4 separate regions of the Sus scrofa genome follow, and regions 1, 2 and 3 are each linked to region 4. Evidence: chromatin contacts called from public HiChIP or PLAC-seq and promoter capture Hi-C data. All regions are on one chromosome and are shown on one strand. Each heading gives the region's core, a stretch centred on a gene start, on an enhancer-like site or on the middle of the called end of the contact. The rest is flanking DNA. Distances are from core to core; before and after follow the strand shown.

What was found. Promoter capture Hi-C pulls out the DNA fragments that hold promoters and counts their contacts. HiChIP or PLAC-seq counts read pairs in DNA pulled down with a chosen protein or histone mark.
Region 1: an H3K27ac HiChIP or PLAC-seq map of skeletal muscle shows a contact between it and region 4, with 2.2 times the contacts expected there. The contact joins the promoter of ARL2BP here to the promoter of CPNE2 in region 4. A contact is called at or near these places in 1 of 5 promoter capture datasets (fetal liver), 3 of 47 Hi-C or Micro-C datasets (embryonic fibroblasts, mesenteric adipose tissue and skeletal muscle) and 1 of 2 datasets of contacts at active chromatin or transcription factors (skeletal muscle).
Region 2: a contact with region 4 is called in a promoter capture Hi-C map of liver, with 2.3 times the contacts expected there. The contact joins the promoter of PLLP here to the promoter of CPNE2 in region 4. A contact is called at or near these places in 2 of 5 promoter capture datasets (fetal liver and liver) and 1 of 47 Hi-C or Micro-C datasets (fetal liver).
Region 3: a contact with region 4 is called in an H3K27ac HiChIP or PLAC-seq map of skeletal muscle. The contact joins the enhancer-like site here to the promoter of CPNE2 in region 4. A contact is called at or near these places in 4 of 47 Hi-C or Micro-C datasets (blood, epiblast stem cells, liver and 1 more) and 2 of 2 datasets of contacts at active chromatin or transcription factors (alveolar macrophages and skeletal muscle).

What each region holds. Positions count from the first base shown.
Region 1 is chr6:19,205,575-19,208,274 of Sscrofa11.1, forward strand. ARL2BP (ADP-ribosylation factor-like protein 2-binding protein) reads left to right here and starts at 1,439. Exons shown (of 6, transcript XM_003126968.4): 1 at 1,439-1,783. The coding sequence starts at 1,746.
Region 2 is chr6:19,239,850-19,242,549 of Sscrofa11.1, forward strand. PLLP (plasmolipin) reads right to left here and starts at 1,402. Exons shown (of 4, transcript XM_003126973.5): 1 at 1,098-1,402. The coding sequence starts at 1,229.
Region 3 is chr6:18,913,444-18,916,143 of Sscrofa11.1, forward strand. No RefSeq gene overlaps it. Among named protein-coding and RNA genes, the nearest start is that of HERPUD1, 14 kb to the left of the region's middle. Within about 2 kb of position 1,443, at least 20 of the 83 cell types and tissues checked have an H3K27ac peak or open chromatin away from gene starts, as enhancers often do. A contact at or near this core is called in alveolar macrophages and skeletal muscle, where this site is marked.
Region 4 is chr6:19,045,391-19,048,090 of Sscrofa11.1, forward strand. CPNE2 (copine-2) reads left to right here and starts at 1,405. Exons shown (of 16, transcript XM_021093901.1): 1 at 1,405-1,635.

The DNA.
Region 1 (2,700 bases), core at 189-2,688, 160 kb after region 4:
GGCTCTGTGTTTGACCAGTTGAATTCAGTGGAAGTGATAGGTGCCTGTTTCTAGTCCTGGACCTTTTGTTAACTGGCAGTTTCCACTGTCTCTTGAAATATTTGCTCTTGGACCTAGCCTCCACAGGGCGAGAAAACCCAAACATGCCCGAGGCAGCCCCCCAACCCACCCCACCCCACCCTGTAGTCCTCTGGCTGACAACCACAACTGAGTTGCCACAACCTATACTAACTTGCCAGCCAATGAGTTAGCTTCTTGGAAGAGGCTTCTCTAGCCCCTTTCCAGCTGCCCCAACTGATGCCAAGTGGAACAGACTAGATGCCCCTACCACATCCTTTCCAAATTGTAGATTAGCGAGCAAAATAATTGATTTTTTTTGTTTAGCCAATACGTTTTTGGATGGCTTGTAACAACATTAGATAACCAGAACACCTGACATTAAGTTTCCACCTCCACTCTGATCTAGTACATGTATTTGCAATAGAACATGTGGGCAAGTTCATTTGGTCCAGCAGAAGTACATGTGGTTTATAGTAAAAGCAAGCAATGAGGAAATTTGCTGAGTTGCCTTGACCAGTGTTTGACGTAACAGAACTCTGCTCAGTTGTTCAGAAGATCTTTCTAGATGCCTGCCCTCTACTTAGTGCTTGCTGAGCAGAGGTAGTACCTCTGAAAATTGATCTCAACCTGGATACAGTTGTGTTAAGGTAACTTTTTAGTTCCACATCCTACTGGTATCTATTTGATGTCCATTCAAAGATGTCAATTCACTCAAGCTGGCCAAGAAAAATCAGGTCTAGGGTATTTTTTTTTGCAAAATTTGGCAGTTTGGGAGGGGACTTTTCCTGGAGCAAAGTCACCTGACTGCGTTGGCTCAAAGTGGTTCTGTCAACTTTTATCTTGCCTAGTTACCCAAGAAACCAAATAAGGTTCCCGCCAAATAATGTTTGATATCATATGACTATGACATTTATGATGTGTACTACAAGTCATCTTCTTGCGGTGGGGCTTTCCTTCCACGAGGAGTAACTGCCTCGCAAATCAAAAGTCTACATTTTCTGGCTCAAACGCTAAGGTATTGGCTCTCAAGAGATTTTCGATTTACAACGCTCTTAAAACTCGGAAACTAATCAATCGTCTTCTCAAATCTTCTAACTCATTCCCAAATTGCAAGTGAGGAGGAAATCTAGGTTCTCTCTGGGCGTCAATATCTCCCTTATCAAAATGGGGGCGACGTGAAATTTAATCTCCAGTCAGCATGAGCAGACCTCAGCGAGGCCCCTACCTGCCCACCGAGGGCCACCTCCCTTCGCGAGCACCCATTCCTTCCCCTCACTTCCTCTCCCTATCTTTGTCCCGCCCCTGACGTCGGGCAACGTGCGCCTGTGATTGGCTGCCAGGACCCGCAAGACGGCGGAAGGGTCGCGGTGGCCATGGTAACTGGAGGCGGGGCGCAGTAACGGACGCCAGGACGCCGCTGTAGCAGCTAGATACGCAGAGAGGCCAGCCGGGACGAGCAGGCCCGGCCGGCGCGTGGCCACAGCCGGGAAGCCCGAGACCAGGGCCTTGCGCGCAGACTCTAGCGGGCTGGGCCGTGAGCCGACCGCGGCCTCGCCGTCGAGACCTCCCTGATGACTGTTGGGGCTCTGCAGAGCGGAGCAGAGACTGGGCCCGGGTCGCGGGCGCGGTAGGAGGCCGGCGTGCCCGCTCTCCTCCTCGTGGTGGATGCTGCAGCGGCGGCGGCGATGGACGCCCTAGAAGAAGAGAGCTTCGCGCTGTCCTTGTGAGTGACGCTGCCTGGCTGGAAAGACTGGAGGCCGGGCTGCCGACGCTTGGCCTCGGCCTCAGCGCTGTGAAACGGGTATCCTCGGTGGGGGTGGGTTAGGGGAACCCTCAAGGCTCAGCCCCAGTTTCAGTGGTTGATTCTGCCGCAGCGGCGACGGCGGGATTCAGGCCTTAGGGACCGGCTTGCAGGGCCGTGTCATGCGGTGATCCACGCATCTATCACAATCCTCCCCTCCCCTCCCCCACCTCCAGTTCTTAGTCGTCAGCAAAACCTGGCGAGTTTGAGCTGCAGAGGCCCGACCGCGGGTCGGAGGACCCTCCATCACTACCACCCCCAAGAACTCCCGATCTAATTGCCTCCTCCCTGGCCAGTGTCTTAACCGCACCAGGTTTACGCCAGCCCACAAGCAGATAGGTGTGGGGTGATAGCTAAGATGCGGTGAGTAGAACCCAAAGGAAATAAATAGGAACCTTAAGATGTCCCGTGCGTGCTTTTGCTCCTTATGTCTCTTTTGGTAATTCCTTGTGTTGTACTAGGTTTCCTATTTTCTTTTTTTTTCTTTCCTCTTGTTTTTGTTTTTGCTTTTGCTTTTTATGGCTGCACCTGTGGCATATGGAAGTTTCCGGGCTAGGGAACAGCCACAGCAATGTAGGATACAAGCCGCGTCTGCAACCTACACCACAGCTCAAGGCAACTCTGGATCCTTAACCCACTGAGGGAGGCCAGGGATGGAATGGATACTAGTTGGGTTCGTTTCCACTGAGCCACAACAGGAACTCCCTGTACCAGATTTTCTGAAAATGGAGACATTACATTCACAGATGTGTCAAGTGTGTTTTCTTCTATTTGGAATTGCTAGATTAAACAATAATCATTCTTAATTCTTAAAGTTGGGTGCCTGGAAGTTTGCTTTG
Region 2 (2,700 bases), core at 152-2,651, 190 kb after region 4:
GCCAATTCCATATTTTTTCTTGGGGTGAGGACCAAAATCTACATAAAACAAACCCCTCTGAGAGAGACTGAGGCTGAGGTGGGGGAGGAGGCCCCCAGGCGCTCTGAGGAATTCTGAGAGATAACAGTGGCCCTGGAGGAAGCAGGTGCTCATCTGGGATAAAGAGGCGGGAGCTTTGGTCTCAGACCCTGCCTTCGGTCCTGGGCCGGACACCGTCGCTAGTGCTCGGCCAGGGGTCTGTCAGAGGTGCCCTAAAGGAAAATTGATCTTGGCCCACCTCCAATTCCCCTCTAGGCCTCGCAAAACGGATCAAGCCCCTCCCACAGGGACAAAAACCCAGCTTCCTGACTCGCACCAGAGAGTATTATGGGGAGGAAGCCAACACCCGCAAGCCTGAAACTGGTGGAGAAAGGTGTGTTCCCATCGGTCCGCCTCAGCTGAGGTCCACAGACGGCATGGGATACAGAGGAGTCCTGCCTCTGGCTTCCCACAAATCCTTCCCCCAGCGCTGGGCGCGGTACCTGGGTCTCAAGGGATCAAAGCTGCGGGAACCCGGCAGGTTACCCACTGGAAGCCAGAGGGGCCCAGGACACTGCGCCTAAGCGTCTGCTGGACCGGAAGTGCCCTCTCGATTAGACGAGGCATATTCTGGGGTGCAGCCGCTGGGAGTTCTGCAGAAGGTCAGCCGAGAGTGGACTTTGCCTAAGGCTGGGTGCTGAGGGGCTAAGGGCTCAGTCCCGGCAAGGGAGAGACACAGCGCGTCGTGCGCAGTGATTGCGGCTTTTCTAAGCGTTTCCGCGGGGGATCTCCTGGGACCACCGGAGGGAATGATAAGGCTTTGGGGTGGGCACTCTGACACTGGGGCACGGTGAGTGTGCTCGCAGAGACGGTAACTAGGACGTCTCCCGGTGACAGGGCTCCGGAGTGATGTCGGGGGAGTCCGTCCTAGAGGCGCCCGGTAGGCAGGGTGCATCCGGGCGCGTGTGAACTTGGGTTGGGAGTGTTCGGGGAGCACAGAAAAAAGGCAGCTAGGGAGTTTCCGACCCTTCCAGACCCCGCCAGGCCCCCACCCGGCCCTGGACCCCTAGCGCACTCACCAGTTGCAGCAGCATGAGCGCCCCAAGGCTGGAGCGCACGAAACCCAGGTCCGGGCGCAGCGCGGAGACCGCGGCGCCTCCTTGCGCGGGGCTGCTGGTCCGCGTGCTCACTTTAGACGGGAACTCGGCCATGGCGGCTGCGCTCGCCTCTCAAGGTTGCTTCGGCCGCCGTCACCGCGCCTCCCACAGCGGGTGCCGGCTCTTCTGCGGCTCCTCCCGGGGGGATCGCGCTCCCGCTGCGGCTCCAGGCGCAACTCGCGGCGTCGGGGGAGGCTGGGAGCGGAGAGCGCCAGGTGCGGCCGGAATCCCAGCCCCGCCTTCGCCGCGGCACCCGCCCCTTTAACCCTTCGCACACCACTGGGCGGTCCAGCCTCAAGCCACAAGACGTCTCCATCACTTTAAAAACAGGGAAAACGCGGCCGCGGTCAGTGGGTGGGCTGCGCCAGAACCAGCCTAGACAGCCGCACGTTTCTCTCCCAAGGAGAGCCACCTGTTGGCAATTCCCCCATATTCGCGGCAGCTTTGACCGCTTCTCGCTCTCCTGGCCGGTAACTTCCGAGCCTCGCGATAAACTGGTGGCCGCCAGCAGAGCTGACCACTACTATCTCCCTACCCGATGCCTCTCGGGAGCTGTGTACCCTTGGGCAAGCCCCTGCTCCTCTCTGAAGTCTCCTCTTAAAGCGATCGGCATCCCTATGCGGAGTCTCCTAACGAGTCCCTGCAGACCAAGCACCCAGGAGGGGAAGGTCTGAGTAAATTGTAGGTGCTTGTGGCAGGGAGAGGTCCTTTCATGACTCAGTCGATGTAGTCTTCTCTTCTTAACTGATTGAATGGTAACTTAGAAGATCACTGAGCATCAGTTCCCTCATCTGTATTACAGGAATATGAATGGACCTCAATACGCAGAGCCCTTAGGCAGAATAAATGAAACACTGCACCGGAAACCTTCTGGCACGCCTGGTTGGGGGCGGGGTGTCACTCCAAAGGTAGGAGATGGCGTTAAGTTCTGGTTTCACTGCTCCACCTGCACCCTGAAACGTACACACACACACACCAGGCCTTAGGCACTAGCACAGATAGTTCATTCATTTATTCATCAACCAGTGATTGCTGAGACCTTATTAAATGTCAGACCCTAGGAGTTCCTGTCGTGGCGCAAGGGAAAAGGTCCAACTAGGAACCATGAAGTTGCAGTTCGATCCTTGGCCTCGCTCAGTGGGTTAAGGACCTGGTGCTGCCTGAGCTGTGGTGTAGGTCGCAGACGCTGCTTGGATCTCGAGTTGCTGCTGCTATGCCTGTGCCGTAGGCGGGCAGCTGTAGCTCTGATTTGACCCCTAGCCTGGGAACCTCCATATGCCAGCAGATGTGGCCCTAAAAAGCAATAAATAAATAAATAAAAGAAAAAAAAAGTCAGGCCCTATCCTAGGCCATGAGAATACAGCAAGCACAAAACTACACTTTCTACTGGGAGTGACAAGTACTAAACTGCAAAGAAAAAAATAACTTCAGAGGGTGACAAATGCCTTGACTAAAATAAAACAGTGTGACAGAGATGACCAGGAGGCAACTTTTTTTTTAGGGCCCCACCTACAGCATGTGGAAG
Region 3 (2,700 bases), core at 193-2,692, 130 kb before region 4:
TGTGTTTTTTAAGCTGAGCCCGTGCCGTAGCCGTGACGACGCCAGAACCTTAACCTGCCAGCCACCAGCAAACTGCCTGTGTGGCTGTGCTTTGAAAAGCCAGCTGATAATTATGTAAGGAGTAAAAGGAGTTTGAAATAACGCTGAACCTCCAGAACAGAGCAATGATCAGAAGGCGGTGGTTATTGACAAGTTACGAAGGCCGTATTTGCTTGAAGGAAGAGGTGACTTGAGACTGGAGGTGGGGAAGTGGGCGATGGAAGAGTGTGAGGAGCTTCACAGCCGAAGCAGGAGCGCAGAGATGAGACTCCCCTCCTGCCATGGATTCGAGTTCCATGGATTCGAGCTTGGCCACTGACGACAGGGGTCCAGAGTTGAGATGAAGGCTGCCTCTGAAAATTCTGGGTGGAAAAAGCCTGTTGTTTTCCAGAGCAGGGACATCAGCATTTGAAAGAGGGCCCTGGAGCCCCAGGCAGCTGGCAGTGCCCAGCTGGCTCCTGTCTGTGTGTGTGTGGGAGTGGGGCCTTGCTCCCTGTGGTGTCCAATTGCGTTGGTTCAACTCCAGATTCCACAGGCCCAAAATAGTTCTGGGAAGGTGCTCCTGAGAACAGCTGACAAGGGTTCAGATGGTCCCAAGCCCCACCAGGACATAGAGGAGGGGACCTTCAGGCAGGAGCCAAGGTTTAAGACACGTGGGGGACATGGTAGAAACATCAGTGCTTCCACAGCAGTTACTAAGTGCAGTGGAAGGATACACTGTTAATACTTAGAAAATTACTGGCTTAGGTGTCTGGTATTGAGTAGCAATTAAATAGCTAAAAGCAAAAAGCTCCCACATGTTAGCTCAGGCCATAGCAGCTTTTTATTGTTTTAAAATTTTTAATTAAAAACAAATTTTTTGGTAGAAGACAAAGTTGCCTTTAATGAGTCTGGGCGTCTGGGGAGATGGGGGGGGGGACTGCAGCCAGCAGAAACCACCTCAGAAGATTCTGGCTGGCCATGAGGTGGGAGCAAGGCTGGCATAGCCAGTATCTGAGAAGGTGGCTGGTGGCTGAAGGTGAGTGAGGGCGGTGGGGTGGGAGAAGGGATCCAGATGGGGAGGCAGATCATATAGTGCCTTCGAATCCATCATAGAAAAGCGGGTTCTAGTCAAAAGTGGGATCCACTGGAGGCGTCATAAGGGAGGGAACAATATGGATCAAGGAGCTGCAGGAGTTCCAGGAAGGGAGAGGGGAGGACAAATAACTGCCATATAAAGGATAGAGGAGGCAGGACGGCTCCACTGAAAGCCTGCAGGGAAAGCTGCACATCCAGGGTCAGCGCAGGGAGGTGCGGGGGTGGATGATGGAAGGCAGGCTGGGAGGCCAGGGCCAGGGAGGCCTGGGGAGTGGGTCCGCTGAGGGAGGAGAGGAGGCCTGGCTGGGCTGATGGAGACATGGCCTCTAGGTGGTGCTGGAGACAAACGAGGCTCTCTGCAGGGATGAGGCCAGTGCAGTCGTCCCCAGGGAAGGGCAGAGGCTGTGGGGGCAGGAGAACTGGTTTCAGCCAAGGGGCCTGGGGGAGGTCTCTTCTCCACACTGAGCTCCTGCTTCCTCATCCATGGCCTAGACCCCCGGGACACACAAGACTGCTCTGCCCAGCATACAGGGGCCACAAGTCTCAAAATAACACAGTGGCTTTCCAAAAGCAGCAAGTGTGCCCTGAGACGGGTGTGCTGAACCAGTCTAGATGGCCTGTCCTTTATTTTAATGACATGCTATTTTTTAATATATTGGATGAGTGTATTTTTCCACATAAGGTGGGGATATGAAAATAAGTTCGTTTAAAAGGTTAAGTAAATAATAGCCTGAAGCACGTATAGAGAAGGCAGAAATCATAGCAGTAGTTTTAAGTGATGAAGGTTCAGGAAACACTAAAAGCTTTTTGAACGTACAGCCCATGATTTTTTTTTTTTTTTTTTTGGAAGGCATGAATCCCAGCTGGTGCGTTTTGTCTATTTGGGTGGCTCCCATGGGTGCGTGTGTACACGTGTCAGCTTGTGCATCTCATAGGCAGATGTAGCTAGGGTTGGTGTGTATTGGCCTGCGTGTAAGGGACTTATGTGGGGGGGGGCATGCACACATGCACACGAGACTGTCTGCACCTGCAGGTGGAGTGCTTTGTCTGAACAGCTGTGTGGGTACAGGCGTATCAGGTGTGTGTGCATCTGGAGCACTGCTGTTAACAGTGACAGGGGCTGTGTGTGGAGTCGCTTCCCTGGCCCCAGCCCTCAGCACTGCTTAGTGGCACTAGGCTGGGCCAGAAGCCTGGGTCTGGCTCGTCACTGGCCACCAGGGGGCAGCAGATGGCTGGGCAGGCCCATCTTCAGGCTGAGTCCCCTCTGAGTCTGGAGGGCAAGGTCCCCTGACGGCCCTCTCTGCCCCAACCCCACCTCCTCTGCTCGCCGCAGGCCTCTGCCTCAGATTAGCCCGTGGCCTCTGGCTGAGGCTTTCTGGAAGGCCTAGGCTGCACAGAGTGGGCCTCTTGTTATAGGGAGGTTTGGGACTCATGGGGCCATAGGGACACCACCTGGTCTGGGTCCTTGAGGCACTGGCAGCTGGTCTTCTGGGGTTCGCTGGAGGGCCACTTCCGGCTCTTCTGCAGTCTGGACTCTGGGTCTCTTTGGGGTGCTCCGTACCTGTCTCCCTACTATCAGCCCCA
Region 4 (2,700 bases), core at 155-2,654:
ATTCACCTTGCCTCGAGTTTTTGCACCTTTCATACTGTATTACGATTGCAGGGGTGGTGGTTTTAGCCCTGTGAGGTGAGCAACTTGAGGGGAGGGACTTTCTGCTTAGGTTCACCACTGTCCGTCCCAGTGCCTGGCTCTTCTGCTCTGGAGCAAGGAGAGGAGAAGGATTCTGGGGGCCATATCAATCAGGAAAGGCTTCCTGGAGGAAGAGGGGCTGCAGCTGGGTCTCAGAACACCTCTGGATGGGTTGGCCTCACAGCTGGGCTGAGGGCTCTGAGGACTTGATGTGGAGGAAAGATTGGGAGAGCTTGGAGAAAAGAGGGATGGATGGGAGGTGGGGGCAGGCAGGCAGAGAACAAAGCTCAGAGCCCTGGGGCTGTTTAACAGCCGCCCTCTAAGGCTGCAAAGTGCCTGTGACTCAGACTTGGAGGGAGGTTCACTGGCTGCAGCTGTGAGCCTCCCAGTTAACCCTCACCTGCCTGACGGAAATCCCACAACCCAAGCACTGCGCGTTAATGCCCAGCTGCCCAGTCCGGGAGCCAAGGGCTTTGGACGTGGCCCTGAGATCTCAGAGACAGCTCTGTCCCCCACAATCTGGTTAAATGAGGCTCCGCTGTCTGAGGCACTGGATTGGGTAGAGGGACTGAGGGAGCGGGCATATAAAAACGGAGTGGCCTGCAGCACGGGAGCCCAGCGACAGGCGAATTTCTGAAGAATTGCTCCCTTGTCTAGGGCAAAGAAGGCCGCCGCAGAAGGGCGGACTCGGCGCCAGGGTCACAAAGGGCCCGCCTAATTGCCCTCCGCTATAGGCACTGTTCGAACTGTCTTATCAGCTCTGTCCCAGAAATACGTATGTGTCATCTTCCCAGTCGCAGCGGCAATAAGAAAACGCCGACCTCTTTTACTACTGGGGGGAGAGGGGGAGGGAGCAAACAGCGGTCCTAGTGCTGCCAGTATAGCCCAGAACCAGACCCTCGAGGGCGCAGCATCGAGCCCGACAGCCCTTGGAGTCGGGGCTGCAGGCGGCGTCCTAGGGCCCCGCAGGCCGGGGCTGAGCCCACCCCTCGCATCCCGCGTCGGCGGCCCTGAGAGCCGGGTGCAGGCTACTCGGAGGCGCCGGCGGCTCGGGCGAGGCCAGCCTGGGAAGAGTGAGAACTAGCGGCGTACCGATCCGCGAAGTCCTAGCCTGGAACGTTCGGACCCTCGGATTCCAGCCTCGAATACTCGGGGCCCCGAGGCTCTGATCGCTCAGAGTCCCGAGGCGCGCCAGCGGCGGGCTCCAAGCCGCGGGCGGCGGGCGGGACAGCGCCCCCGCTCCGCCCGTGGGAGAGCTCGCCCCTCCAGGAAGCGCCCGCCCCGCCTCCCACTTCCCTCCCCACGCCCCCCCCTCCCTCGGCCGAGGGAGGAGCCCGAGCTGCCGCCGCCGCCCGCCCGGCGGGCCGGGGAGGAGGACCGGACCGCGAGCGGCTGGGAGCGCACGCGAGCTGGCCACCGCTGCGCGGGCAGCGCCTTGAGCCCGTCCCGCGCCCGTGGGCCCGGCGGAGCAGGGGAGCACCCGAGGATGCCCTGGTGGCCCGGAGCACGGGGAGCGGCAGCCACGCGGTGAGGGCGGCAGCGCCCGCGGAACCCGCGGTGAGTGGGGCCCCGGCGGGCAAGGGGCGGGCGGGGCGCCCTGGCGCGAGGGCTCAAGTTCGGCCTTGGGGCTCGGCTTCTGGCGCCAGCGGCTGCTTGGAAGGAAGTTAGGTGCCGCCTCCCGGGTGGCACAGCCCAAAGCCCCCAGCCATCCGCGCGCCCCGACCCCAGCGTTTGGATGACTCAGCTGCGACCCGGCCACGCGGGGGCGCTCCGGCTTCGCCCCGACCGTGGGGTAACCGAGGGCATAGTGCCTGGAGGATGGTGGCGCCCTCGGGGGCGAGGCGCGGGGGTGGGGGGGCTCCGAGCCCAATGGTTTAGGGACCCTCCTACCTCCCCCGAGGAACTGGGGGCGTCAGGAAGGTGGAGGCCCGCCACCTTCGCAGCTTCGGAAGTCCTGAGGTCGGGCTGGCCCCGCTTCTCGCCCTCTCGCCTCGCTCCCTACCCGGGCATCCCCGGTGCCGCAGGGAACTGCTCCAGAGCCCGCTCCCAGCTCGCGAAGGGGGAATAGGAGAGGAAGTGGAGCTGGGCAGCTTCCCAGAAGTCGGAGTGTGTTTGCAAACTAGTTTTTTTCCCTGCAAAAACTGTCTGGCACCTGTGTGTTTGGGGCGGGGGAGGGGGGAACGTGGAGAAAGAGCAGAGCCCTTTCTTCCTTCCCAGTCCCTGTTCCCCCGAAGCGCTGCTTCTCTGTAAATAGAAGATTCTTACTTTCCTCTTCGCATCCCATCCCCCAGCCTTGTCGAACCACCCCCTTTGGGGAAGGGGCTCCTTCACAGGGGGCTGTGATTTGCCCAAGGTCACAGGTGGAACTGGAACCCGGAGCTTTGGTAGCCAGTTAGAGGTTCTTGCTGTCTGCGACCCCGCCAGCCCTGTTATGTACTGGAGGAAGTGACAAGGGCAAAGGATCTGGGAGAAATATCCAAGTGGCCCTTTGTCCGCCTTTAGTTTTTGCTTCCCTAGGACTGTGGACTGTTAACTGAGGGAGGTAGGGCTTTTTCTGTTTCATGGGGGCACCCACAGCTTCAGTAATTGGAGAGAGGAACCAGGTTGTAACCTTCCAGCAGC